3 separate regions of the Rattus norvegicus genome follow, and regions 2 and 3 are each linked to region 1. The links are chromatin contacts, called in public Hi-C maps. All regions are on one chromosome and are shown on one strand. The core of a region is the stretch at or near the end of the contact, and the rest is flanking DNA. Distances in the headings are between cores, read along the strand shown.

Region 1 (4,541 bases), core at 579-3,078:
AAAAGTAAAAAAGACAGCCTCCGTTTCTGGCTACACAGAAAGTTGGAGGCCAGCCTGGGCTACATGAGACCTTGTCTCCAAATAAAATTCGTTTGTTCAATTTTTGAAGTCAGTAATCCTGAAAACATGTAAAGTGTAAATAATGCTATCTCATTCTGTCGAAATAGCATCTTTTACTCCTCCACCTCATCTGACAGTTTTGAATCTCTGTATTTCTAGATAACATACACATGCTGACTAGTCTTTTGTCAACTTTATATAAGCTAGAGTATAGGGAACCTCAATGAAATGACTCCCACCGTCTGGAAATGAGAAAATGTTCCCACCACATTGGCCTGTGGGCAAGCATAAAAGGCATTCTCTTCAGTACTGATTGGTCAGCACACAGAAGCCAAAGCAGACTTTTTCCTCCCCAAGTTTGCTTCCCCAACCCCCAATATTGGATCTGTCATTCTTTATAAGATGAAGACACATGCTGTCATGAAGTGTGCCAGCAGAGATCATTGGTGACACAGTGCATTACCCGTAGTGGAGCCTCACCGAAGGCTTGTCGACTTCGGTTTATTTCAATGGAAGCTCCTGTTGTGGGAGGAGGTCAATGTGCTTTGTCATTTCCTATAAACCATCCATTATACGCCTTCTTCAAGGAAGCAGATGTGGCAATATCAGCTCTGGCATGGAGCCTCACGAAGTGTTTGTCACATTAATCTGAACAAGCTTAGTCAATTGTGTCCCATGTGGTTGTCATCAGGTATCAGGGATCTGCCATGTGTTTAGCTGGAAAGAAATGTAAGACCAAGGATAAGAGACAGACGTGAACTGCCACTGCCTCGGATAGTCTGGGGAGGCCCATGGCAGGAAGTGGGCAACCTCGCAGAGCAAAAGGAACCACAAATGCAAACATCTTTGAAATGATGGAACAGTGTCAAGGGCTGCCACTCATCAAAAAAGTGAACAGGATCAACGGGTGTAGTCCTGGAAGAAGGTGCGCTCTCTGCAGAACACTGACATGATCAGCCATCGCTCTCAGGATGCCCTCTCGAACATGCAAATCAGATTTTCTTGTGTGCTCACTTATGAAAACTTCAGTTGTCAGAATAATAGTGAGACCACTTCCATGAGATGGCTGTTTTGCTTTCAAAGCTGCAGGAAACAAGCTGTCAGGAGTAATCATGTGCCTATAGGAAGAGCACAGTGTAGTGCCCAGGGGAGAGAGGAAATGGAAACATAAAGAAATGAATTGGGTATGGTGACAAAATCCTATAATCCCAGTTACTTGGGAGGCAGGGGTGAGGACCACATGTTTGAGACCATCCTGAGGAATGCGGTAAGACCTCATCTCAACAATTAAATATAAGTTTAAAGGGAAAAAATTAGTATTTCATGACCCTGTGGAAGATTCCCAGGAAGTAAGACTGCATCAATTATATGAACATCTCTCAAGATCAGTAATACGATTGGTTCCCCAAGGAAGACAAACACTTCATTTAGAACTTAGAGGAGGACCCTGGTCCTTAAAGAGGTAGATACATTCCTCGCCCACAAGCATCTTGTCCAGGGACCCATCCCTAAACTAAGGAAGAAATGCTTAGAAACCATCTAGGAGGTAACTTAGCCAAGTCTGATCCGTCAGCACTTGAGATAATGAAGTAATTTATAACAGCTTGTGATGATGGAATTGAACAAGATTGGAAAATCTTTCTACACAGGTCAAAATGCATTTTTAACCAAGAGAGTTCACATCAGTGATCAAAAGGGGCACACCACATAGCAGAGCCATTAGCTACTGGGTGTAACTAAGGACCATTAGCAACACCACAGGAACTCCTAGTATTTTATTCAGTATCAAACCCCACCCACATCTTAGAAAGGTAAATAATTCTGTTGCCATTGGCATGGCTTTTACCAAGCCTAAGTCTGAAGGAAAATGGTTTACATATTTACGTGATTAAAGTACACAATTAAAATGGCTACCAGCCATCACTACTGTAGGCTATCTGAAAAAAAATTGATTGGCTTGGATGACCTTACACATTCTTTCCTTATTATTTTTTAAATTTAATTTAGTGATATATCCAAATGGAATTTCCCTGGAATCTCAGATATATTTTGTTTTCCCAAACTCCGTTGTCCAACAGCAGCTGCTTCTATGCACACAGTCAATCTGGCTAGAATGTTCCCCACCCCTGTTCCCCACATCCACCCAGGAAAGGGTCTGTTACATCCTTAAATCTGCATTTCAACCCTAAATTTAAGTTCCTTGATTGATTCTCGAAAAACCCATTGGCAAGACAATTTAAAAAAAAAAAAAAAAACAAGCTGTGAAATGACTTTTCATCTAGAATTAAATATCTTATAAGGAAGTAGTGAGTAGGGAGGCTGGTGTTTCAGCCAGGGGACCCACCCATACAGTAATAGGATCATCTTCTGCAAAGCATTGGGGAAATTATAAACTCTATTGGCTGCCTCCAGGCAAGATATCATCTAAGCCATCCCAACTCCTCTGACTATCCCCAAGCTTCTGAAAGGATTCGGGAGAGCCGTACCCTTTCTTCACACTCACAGCCTCTTTCCTGGAAATAGCTTTTCACTTCCAGAAATCAAATAGCTCCACAGAACACCAACTCTATACCCATATGATTTTTTCCCAAAGACCAAAACAAACATGAAAGCAGCTATGCACAAAACGTGGGTTCTATGTCAACACTGGTAAATTACATCTTTTAAAAAAATGTGTTGAGACTTACCATTTCTGTGAAGTATTAAAATTCTTCATTTCTAATATGCATTTCAATAAAATTTAATATTTTAGCCAATAATATATGTTTATTATGGAAAATTTTAAAATAGTAAGAAAAGGATCGCATAGAATTCAATGCCTTAAGCAAACACTAGAAGTCTTACATAAAGCTATTTCCTCTGTATATAAGGAGCTCAAAATATTTTATAATGATGAGCTCACACTTCAGCAATTTTATGACTCTTTATTACCAGTGACCTATTTATTACCTATTTATAAATGGATTCTATATCATAATTTAAATTAAGGATATGTTAATTGTACAAAATTATGACTTTCATTAGGACATCTTCAAATATATAATATGCTTTGTATAGTTTTTCTAATTTAAAATATATTTTAAATTAATAATTAATTAATTATAAATTAATAATTAATTAATTTTGCTGTTGTTCTTTGATTTTTTTGAAACAGGTTCTCAGAGGCTGGGGATATGGTGACAGAATACTTGCCTAGCATGCACAGGGTTCTGGATTTAATACCAAAAACTGAAAGAAAAAGAATGAGAAAGAAGGAAGGAAAGGAAGGAGGGAGGGAGGGAGGAAGGAAGGAAATGAAAGAGTATTGTTTATCCCAGGCTAGCCTCATTAAATTGACTACATTGTTGAGGCTAGCTTTGGACTCCTGATCTTTAAGCTTCCTTGTCCAGGGCATGTGCTACCATGCACAGCTTTAAAATGTATTAGACTTTGAGTAACCAAGATGGGATAGCATGACCATTTTCCCACTGAAAACACCAAAAACCTAAAAATAGATTTAAATAAAAGACTGCAACATACCCTGGAAATTGGCCTTTATTTGACAGCCTTTCAAGTTCAAGGCTATTGAACCACCCCCACTCCACTCCCCCCCCACACACACATGCCAAAAGAATTCTAGGAGACCCTTACTGAGAGCTGATGAACTGAGAGACTCCACCACCAAAAAAATGCCTGCATAAAGCTGCTCTGAGCACACAATAAGGATTTCTTCTAAAGATTTATTTATTTATTATATCTAAGTACACTGTAGCTGTCTTCAGACACACCAGAAGAGGGAATCAGATCTCATTACAGATGGTTGGGAGCCACCATGTGATTGCTGGGATTTGAACTCAGGACCTCTGGAAAAGCAGTCAGTACTCTTAACCACTAAGCCATCTCCCTAGCTCAGGGATTTCTTCTAAGTCTTAAAACCAGGTGAGTAAGTGCTGAGAAATTTCCCCTCCAGGGAATCTATAACCATAAGAAGTTGGAGTAATGGCTCGGTCAATAATGGCTCAGTACAAGCATGGGGAAAAGAGTTCAATCTTTAGAGCCCATATAAAAACAAAACTTAGCCATAGCCAGGCAATGTGGGGACACACCTATAATCTCAGCACTCAGGAAGCAGAGGCAGGTGGATCTCTGTGAGTGCAAGACTTGCCAGATCTACAGAATGAGCTCCAGGACAGCCAAAGCTACACGGAGAAACTCTGCCTTGAAAAACAAGATGTTGGGCTGGAGAGATGGCTCCATGGTTAAGAGCACTGACTGCTTTTCCAGAGGTTCTGAGTTCAATTCTGCTCACAACAATCTATAATGGGATCTGGCACCCTGTTGTGGTGTGTTTGAAGAGTGTACTCATATACATTAAATAATTAATATCTGAAAAGAAAAACAAAATATTAACACAGCCCCATATGAGTGTCTGTAGTCCCAGCAGACAAGAGGATCTCTGAGGTTTACCAGCCTGAGTTCAATAAGAAATACTGTCTCAAAAT
Region 2 (4,273 bases), core at 216-2,715, 200 kb after region 1:
TTTGGGGTCATAATGAAGTTTGTAAAAGAAATAAGAAGCAAGAAATCTCACCCAAGCGAAGCCTTTTCATATAGTGAAGAACAAAGCACTAAACTATTAAGGTCAGATTAAATCAGAAGAACTTATGTCACCTTGATTACAAAATACTCTTGATGGAGGAAAACAGGTTTCTAATTCCCTTCAATTTTGGCCACAAACTTGAGATTCAACGAGGAACCGAAATGCATGATTTTTTCCTTCTGTCACACTGGAAGCTAGGTCCTGACTGTCAAACAGCTACTTCCTCAAACCGAGCCTTGCAAAGCCCAGTGCTTTACCAGACCTCCAGGAACCTTTGTAACAATCTCCTTCAAGTCTTCTTGAAACAGCCACCTAGAAACCGAAATAAGCCGGAAAAATCAAGCCAAGAACTAGAGGGAACTAGCACACCTCTTTCAGGTGGGACCCGGGCTCCAGCTCGTGATCCAAATTCTAGCAGAGCCGGATTCATCCTAAGTGGCAATCTGATTTACAACCCCCAATATCGGCAGCTGCGGAAGCACAAGTCTTAGACATATGCCCAAGAAAAGGGAACAGGAAGCAATAGGAATATCATGGGAGCCTTAGGGGTAAGTACTTGCTCCCGGATTTGTAAAATGGGCTTAATTCTAAGGTAAGTGCGCTGCGATGGGCCAACTCCGGGGTCCCAAACGTGGGTACTGAACAAGGTACTTTCACGCCCCCTTGCGGACCCAAGTGACACCTGACGGTGTGCCAATTAAGGGATAGGTAAAGAGCTGGGAAAGGTTCTCGAAGAGAAGCGACCCTTCAAGGGACTCGCAGTAATCCGCCAGGTTTTACATAAAAGTAAATTGAAGATCAAAGAAGGGAAGCATGCTTTGCTAACAAAAAGGAAAGCCGAACCGAAGGCAACCACGGGGAGCTGGCGTCTTTTATCTGGAAGTGCAGGGGCTGGGGGGGGGGGTTTCCATCCGATATCTCTTCTTTTTGGAGTGAGCAAGGACACCTGACAAGGGGATTGCGCGTACTGAGTGGTGGCAAGTCGGCGGGACGCGTGGCTGCAGCAGTCCAGCTAGGGCGCAGCCTGCACCGCGCGTTCCCGAAACCGTTCCCCGCAGCCTTGCTGAAGCTGTTAGCCTCCCGGCTGCAGTAGCCAGGCACACGCGCGGCGCTAACCAACCATCCCACGCGCCCGCAACTGTCCCTGTGTCCCGCGCGACACGCCTGCCACGAACCAGATCGCGTGTGCGCTCCGGTCCGCGGGGCATAGTGCAATCGATAGCCCACCAACTGAGTGCCTTTCCTTACCGGAGCTGCTCTCCCGTAACTAGGACTTCAGCCATGCGTTCCAGCTCTCTCTGCTGTGCCCCGCCACTCCCGCCGGCGTTACTGTCGCTGCCACCACTGCCGCCGCTGCTGCCCTCCTCCATGCTCCTGACCGCGCGGTTGCCACTCTGCCTTTGCTGTCCTGGAGGCGGGTGCGCCTGGCGTTTGGATCAGTGTGCCCTCACCGAGGCCGCTCCGGCCATCTTTGTTCCGGGCGGTCCCGTGGCTCAGACGCGATTGGCTGGTGAGGGAATCCCTGCGGGTAAGCTGAAGAGGTCGGCGAGTCCAGCCCTAGAACTTTGGCGTGGGGGCGTGGCCTGGGCCCTCTCATGGTCGGGGGCGGGGATAAGGAGCAAAATATAAACATCGGGGCGGAGCGCTGAGCCCGGTGTTTTTGCAGGAGGTTGAGCATTTCTTTCCTCTTTTATATTTCCCTTTTCACCCCTAAACTCATGCTGTGGAATTTTACAGTTTTTCTCTAGTTTCATACCAGAGGTGTAGAGAACAGAAATGAGAACAGTTTACTGAAAAAAATTAAGCAATTGAGGATATTTGCTGAAGGACATTTCAGGCTTCCTGACCCCTTTCCCTATAGACCACCCCCTACTACTACTACCTTATGGTGGAGTCAGTAAAGCACTGTCCTGGGGTGCCTAACGACTAAGAACATGGCTTCATTACTACTATTTATTTCCTACCTATATACTCTTAATCCCTTCTTTACTCTAATTGTAGTTATCACCTGCCCACACCTGCTGCATTAAAGATGTTTTAGATAAATTGTTACCTTCTTATTTTTCCCATATCATAATCAGAGTATTACTTTCCTTTTACATCGGGAAGGAGACCTCCACGAGTGAGGTAACTTCTCTCAGGCAAGCAGGCAGGATTATTCTCAACTTTAGGTTGTGTTTTGAAACAACTGTATCTTGCCAGGCATGGTGACATACCTGTGTTCCCAGAACTCCAGTGGTTGGAGCAGGAGGATCATGAGTTCGAACCAGATGGGGATAAAAAGATACCATGTCTCACAAAACAAACTAAAACCAAAAACAGCTCAACTGACTAAAGGGAGCAATACAATAAGCCTTTAGAAGATCGGGTTAAACGCATTTGAATAGCAGAGCCCGAGCGTTCATTAAAAGTCACCACCATTTCTCTTCATTTTTAGTTTGTAAGCGTCTACATAGCTTAGTTGAGAGGTTATGTCTTCCACAGTCGTATGAGTTGGTGGAAGTATGTTTGAGTTTCCCTATTGGAAGATACGGAGACTTGTGTCTGTGATAACTGTCACAGTCCTCAGAAAGTTGTCTATATAGTAAGACATATGCTGCTGCGAATGTTACTCAGTGTTCCTGAAGACTGGGGTCTAACCCTGCTTTGGTCACAAAAGTAGAACATTTAGCACTTTGCAAAGGCTCACTCCATGGTAATCCAAACTATTGTTTGGGATAGAATCTTACTGTGTTGCCCAGGCTGGCACAAACTCAAGATCCCCCTGCCTCAGTCAGTCTCCCAAGTGCTGGGATTATAATCTCTGAACACCATGCTCTGTACTATTTTTTTCCCCCAAGGTAAACTCACACTGTTCGTTTGTCTTACAATCGAGGAAGCCACTTCTAAGGCTCACTGGAGCGTTATGAAAATTGGTTGAAGTTATTTTGTTTGTGCTTTACGTGACACCGTGAACCTTTTTTAATATCGGTTAATTGATCCGCACAGAACCCTCTTAGGTATCAGTGTTTTCAAATACAAATCTGAAAAGTGAAATAGTTTGCCTAAGTTTCATAACTAGACAGTTAAGCAGCTCTTCAGTGCTTATTGGTATAGATTTTCAAGATATGCTCAGCCACATTCCAGAAAGGAAATAACTTCCTCTAACAGGATATCTTAGGCAATTCCTTTGCCAGTAGAAATTATTTAAGCTTAGTAACTTCAATAAGCAGACAATATTTTAAAAGGTGCACTGAGAGAGAGAAAGGTTTTAGGTCAGTATGATCTAAGAGCCCCATTCTGATATAAAAACATCAAGTGACAGGGAGATGAGACTAACAGCTGTCTGGGTTCTGGTTTTTGTTTGGTTTGTCGAGGTAAGGTTTCTTTGTGCAGCCTGGCCATTCTGGAACTCACTCTGGAGACCAGGCTGACATCAAACTCAGAGCTCTGCCTGTCTCTGCCCGCAGAGTGCTGGGATTATAGGTATGCACTACCACACCTAGCCGTTGGTTCTCAGGCTTTAAATCATACACTTATTCAACAGATTATTGAGATGTGAGGCGGGGCATCGGTACGTCATTCAACCATGCAACCTTGGTCCTCGGCTACCATTGGCTAAATTCATAATTTTATGTCAGTCACTAAAGCTCTTTGGATTTCAATTTTCTATTGATAAAATGAAAAGGGATTTTTTTTTTTTTTTTACTTTCTAGGGATGGTCTGTGACAGTCGTGAAATAATGGTTCAATTAAATAAAGTTTTGAAGATCCACTTTAATAACAAAATTTTGTACATCTGTGACAAAAATAATCACAATTTAAGGCTAAAAAATGTCGTTAGGAAAATGCCTGATCTGAAAGGGAAAATAACTTTTAATTTTATTTTTAGTTTTAGCTTTTTGACACAGAATATCTCATGTAGCCAAAGCTGGTCTTGAACTCCTGATTCCTCTTGCCTCCATGTTCCAAAGGTCACTGGGCCTAGATATTTTTTCTCGAAAGCCTCTCCTATGAGTGTGTGGGTTGTGTGTGTATGTTTGTTATGTGTATATGCATTGATAGTGGTAGTGGTGTTTGTGTGTGTGTGTGTGTGTGTGTGTGTACATTGGTATCGGTAGTGGTGTGTGTTTGTGTGGGTTGTGTGTGTATATGTGTGTTATGTGTATGTGCATTGGTAGTGGTGTATGTGTGTGTGTGTGTGTGTGTGTGTGTGCACGCGCATTGGTGTGGGG
Region 3 (4,430 bases), core at 617-3,116, 250 kb before region 1:
TACCATAGTTACTTTTGTGTTAGTCCGTAGTTCACTTAGACACACATATTTAGCTCCAGATCCATTTTGTTTTGAAGTAGTAGGAAAGAGCTTTGACGATAAAGAATTTTGACATAACTTACTAAAAAAGAAATCTACATCTTACATATAAAAGAACTTGCTTTCATGTTAATTACGGTGTTTTAACTGCTGCCTGTCCGAAGAGCCTTTGACTTCTGTAAATTTTTTAAGTCACTCTAGATGTTTTCTACATATTTACAGCCTTTTTAGAAATTCCATTTTAGTGAAAAGTTAAAAGATTGAATTTATTCTTTAGGTAGGCATCACAGCAGAGCTGGACTCAGTAGTTTTGTTTGAGCGCAGGCAAATTGCCTACCCTTGAAGGCCTCAGCGGCCCAGCTGTGAACTGTCTGAAGCTGGGGTCATCATCTCAGCATGCAGAGCCATTCTTGGGCTCCTACCTGGTTCTCTATCCAACTGCTTTACTGGCTACCATGTGTCACTTTTGGGGGCTCTCAGACTTAACCTTTCAGGTCAGCAGCAGCAGGCTTTCCAGTTCCTTCTCTGACTCCTTTCACACTGGTAATGAAAACTGACTCACCCTTCCTACACTGTTCCTTCACCCTTGATCTAAACTATGAACCTGCCTGAAAATGTTGTGTTTAGATTTATTCTTTGCATGGAATCTTTTCTTGCAATTTGGAGATTATAGTAGTATACTAATTTATACTTTCTATTTTTAGTGACATTTTAAAGTATAGTTCTAGAATCTTTTGTTGAAGTCTTTTCCCTAGTAGAATAGTGGTTTAATGTTTCAGATTTGCCAATGATATCATACACAGTGGTTCATGTTGAAACTTGCGTGTTGACAATTCAGTTTGTTTTTAGTTGGACACAAGAAGGTGTTTTTCAAGAGGAAACAGTTACAGTCCATGTATTTTGGTTTTCAGGTCATCTGTCCTGTCAAGTATGTTTACAGTCCTTGCTGAGAGTGCCATTTTAGATTTAATTAGTTAAACGTGGTTGGAAAATGCCTCATGGCCATAGTTAAGCATAAAGCCATAGCGTTCCATTGTTCTCTAAAATTGAAAAGAATAATAATCGATTGTAATGTCTCACATTTGTTTCTAATTCGCCTATTGGCAAAACATACTTGGTGCTTTTATGTACAGATTGTTCTCATATTCTTTGCTATTTGTAAAGGGAAACTTGTATCATCCACTAAAAGGTAAATGTAATAGAAATGTTGAAATGTAAACATTTTAGCACAGAGGTTTAATTGTCAATGAGAGGAATAAAGGGAATAACTGTGGGGTGACCTAAAGAATGTGTTGTTATCTTTTACATTTGTCATCTACTATTTTTCCAGTGTTGAGATTTTACAGCCAGCCAGCCAGCTCTGTCTGTGCTTGCATCAAATGAGACAAATGTGTTCAAGCCTGTTGTGCTGGGATTTTCATTTTTGAATGTGTTGTTAGCACTTTAGTAATTAAATAATCAAGCCATTTTTTTTCCTTAAGGCTTTGATGTTTTCATATACAGTCTCTGCCTTGTTTCTTTTTAAACCTAGGTGATTGTGGAGACCATGTTGTCATAATAAACACAAGACATATTGCATTTTCTGGAAACAAATGGGAACAAAAAGTGTACTCCTCACATACTGGGTAAGAAAGCATCATTGCTAAGGAATATAGTTAAGATGTGTGGCTTTAATGATACCGCTGCCCTTGGTTTAAAGGAAAAGGAGAGTTTTTAAAAATGGCATCTAAGGAAATACTGATTTACTGATGTTGTGTGTATAGCTTAGTGAACAAAACCAGACCACACCCGTCAGTACAGTGAGTCAGTCTTTCTCCTGCTGTGATTCATCTTACTGCCTGCAGTGCTGCCGAACGCTGAAGTCTCACATGAGGGCTAGAGAACCATTGCTCTTCTCTAGCTCCCGCGTTGTCTGTCCCCGTCTCTCCTCAGTAAATGCACATACTCGGGTGTTCTGAGAGTTCCCAGGAACAGTGAGACTCTCTCCTCCATCGTTCCAGTTAGACTGTTTTATTGTAAAATAGATTTTGCCATGTCAATTATGGTTGATATTGTTTACTGTTAGCCAGACCTCCTTAGGTTTTTCCACACATGTTCCTGTTAAACTAAGACTCTTCCTTTTTATGTGTTTTAATTGTGTTAGTTCAGTGGCAAGAGATTAACTGCTTCATTTCAGATTTTATCTCCATCATTTGATTTTGAGGTGAGGCTTTGCCGTCCGTGTCCACTTAACCCATAATTTCAGGTGAAGGGCAGGATTTACTTAGACCTACCTCTGTGCTGTCATCCAAGTTATGATTATAAATGTTGACCTTCCACTCATATTTTAAAAAATTTGTATGTGTGTAAGTATCTTGCATCCATGTATCTATGTGGCCCACTTGAGTAGGCCAGAAGTGGGCATCGGAATCTCTGAAACTGCAGTCACACACAGTCATGAGCTGCCATGTGGGTGAGCGAGCCAAACTGGGTCCCCTGTAAGAGGGCTCATGGACTCTTAACCAGTGAACCATGTCTCCAGCCCTGATCGTCCACTCCTGATTGAGATCATTCTTCAGATACCTTTAATTTTTAAAGCCAGAATTTGTCCATTTGCCCCCTTAAAATACATTCTGGAAAGTTTGATACAGTTTCACAAAAATAAACTCACATGCATCTCTAGTAACTTCTGCTTCTGGCAAATCTCTATAAGCTGAGGTCTATAAAACAGAAGTAACTGGGAAAGAAATGTGAAAAGTCCTGAGAACGTATGTTGCATTTAACAGAGACCCGTGTCAGTCCCTGCAGCATTGCCTGTGTCTTGTGCAGATGCAGGGCAGAAGCAAGACAGCAGGGAGCGCAGTGCACTATGGGCAGCCTGGGTGGTGAGGAGGTCAGGGGGCACCACCTCCTCGCTGGCAGGTGGAAAGTCACAGTGCTTTGTGTGCTGTCAGCACAGCGGTGGCTGCAGCTTGTCGTGATGGTTTTCAGTGTCCACACTGACTGCTCACCTTGATGCCTCTGCATGGGTTGTTCCTCTGACAGTCATTCACCCTCTTTCTCAAGGACTCCAGTTCATCCATTAACCCTCGCCTCTTGTCAACTTCTGAATGCCTTCCCTATGTCCTGCTGACCAGGAGATGATCTTGTTTCTGTGCTGTCCCCACACCTTGTGTGCAGTGCTTACACGTTCCTATGGAATGACTTTCCAGTCAAACACTCTTTATACATGCGATTTTAGAGTCTTCTAAAAGGAATGAAACTCAAGTCTTACCCATGACCTGACAGTTTAGGAAATATATGTATGTTTATGATTTTTTCAGTTTCATAAAAATTATTTTAGTCATTATATAGCAATATACTGTATGTTTTACCATGCTTAATTCTTCTTCTGTACTTAAAATGAAACAAAATTTAAATATTTATAGAGTTGGATAATACTTTATAAAATGTGTAAGTTCATTTAAAATAATCCTCTGGAGGGGTTGGGGATTTAGCTCAGTGGTAGAGCGCTTGCCTAGCAAGCGCAAGGCCCTGGATACCGTTCCCAGCTCTGAAAAAAAAAAAAAATCCTCTGGAAAAGAAATGAATTTCAAGATGAAAGGAATAAATAGGTCTTTTGACGGGCATTTCCAGAGGCATTCTATTACTCTAGAAACACACACACACACACACACATATATACATATACATATATACATATATAATTATTATATAATATAAATATAAATGAATATAATATAATGTACTATAATAAATATAATATAAAATAAATATATAATTATTTTCATTTGCTTAATAGTGACGTGTCTGCCCATTTGTGTTACCCCCTGTTTTCTTAAGGGGGGAAGAACATTATTTATTTCTTTGGGGTTCTTTGAGACAGACTTTGAAGCCCAGGCCTGTTTTGAGCTCTTTATGTGGCTGAATCTGGCTTTGAATTTGTGATCTTCCTGCCTCTGCCTGCAAGCGCTGGGCATATAGGAGTGTGCTTCACACCCAGCTTCCTAATCACTGTTTATGAGCTTTTCATCATTAGCCTATTGCCATACTTTTTGTTTCTTATTAACTTTATGATATTTTTACTGTTACTTAATTTTTATATAATTTAATCTGGCCTTTCCATTGGCATTCTGCTGATTTCCTGTCGCAGAAAGTCCTTTCTGACCATTTATGAACAGCACATTTTTCAGTGTTGAATACCTTGTCTAAACTCACTGAAATGTCTTGGCATGGGTGACCAAAATCGCATCACCACTTTTCAGGTCAGGGCCCTGTCTTATTTACCTGTGCATCCCCAGTACACAGCAAAACAGAGTCTTAGAAAGTTTACGTGGAGTTAATTCGTATGGGAAACTTGTGCTGTCGTCTCCTCTGTCCGTCTTCACTTGTGAGAATCAGCTGCACATTGC

The links. A called contact is a pair of places that touch in the nucleus more often than the background predicts.
Region 2: a Hi-C map of the A7r5 cell line shows a contact between it and region 1, with 2.2 times the contacts expected there. The contact joins the promoter of Deptor here to the enhancer-like site in region 1. A contact is called at or near these places in 5 of 12 Hi-C or Micro-C datasets (the A7r5 cell line, Schwann cells, frontal cortex and 2 more).
Region 3: a contact with region 1 is called in a Hi-C map of the A7r5 cell line, with 4 times the contacts expected there. The contact joins two enhancer-like sites. A contact is called at or near these places in 10 of 12 Hi-C or Micro-C datasets (the A7r5 cell line, Schwann cells, frontal cortex and 5 more) and 1 of 1 datasets of contacts at active chromatin or transcription factors (oligodendrocytes).

Annotation. Positions count from the first base shown.
Region 1 is chr7:88,601,443-88,605,983 of GRCr8, reverse strand. No RefSeq gene overlaps it. Among named protein-coding and RNA genes, the nearest start is that of Col14a1, 8.1 kb to the left of the region's middle. Within about 2 kb of position 1,828, at least 4 of the 93 cell types and tissues checked have an H3K27ac peak or open chromatin away from gene starts, as enhancers often do. A contact at or near this core is called in the A7r5 cell line, where this site is marked.
Region 2 is chr7:88,401,937-88,406,209 of GRCr8, reverse strand. Deptor (DEP domain containing MTOR-interacting protein) reads right to left here and starts at 1,465. Exons shown (of 9, transcript NM_001427213.1): 1 at 1,309-1,465. The coding sequence starts at 1,430. It also overlaps the pseudogene LOC134479905.
Region 3 is chr7:88,853,312-88,857,741 of GRCr8, reverse strand. It overlaps Mrpl13 (mitochondrial ribosomal protein L13), which reads left to right. Exons shown (of 7, transcript NM_001006985.1): 3 at 1,571-1,664. Among named protein-coding and RNA genes, the nearest start is that of Mrpl13, 7.3 kb to the left of the region's middle. Within about 2 kb of position 1,866, at least 8 of the 93 cell types and tissues checked have an H3K27ac peak or open chromatin away from gene starts, as enhancers often do. A contact at or near this core is called in the A7r5 cell line, where this site is marked.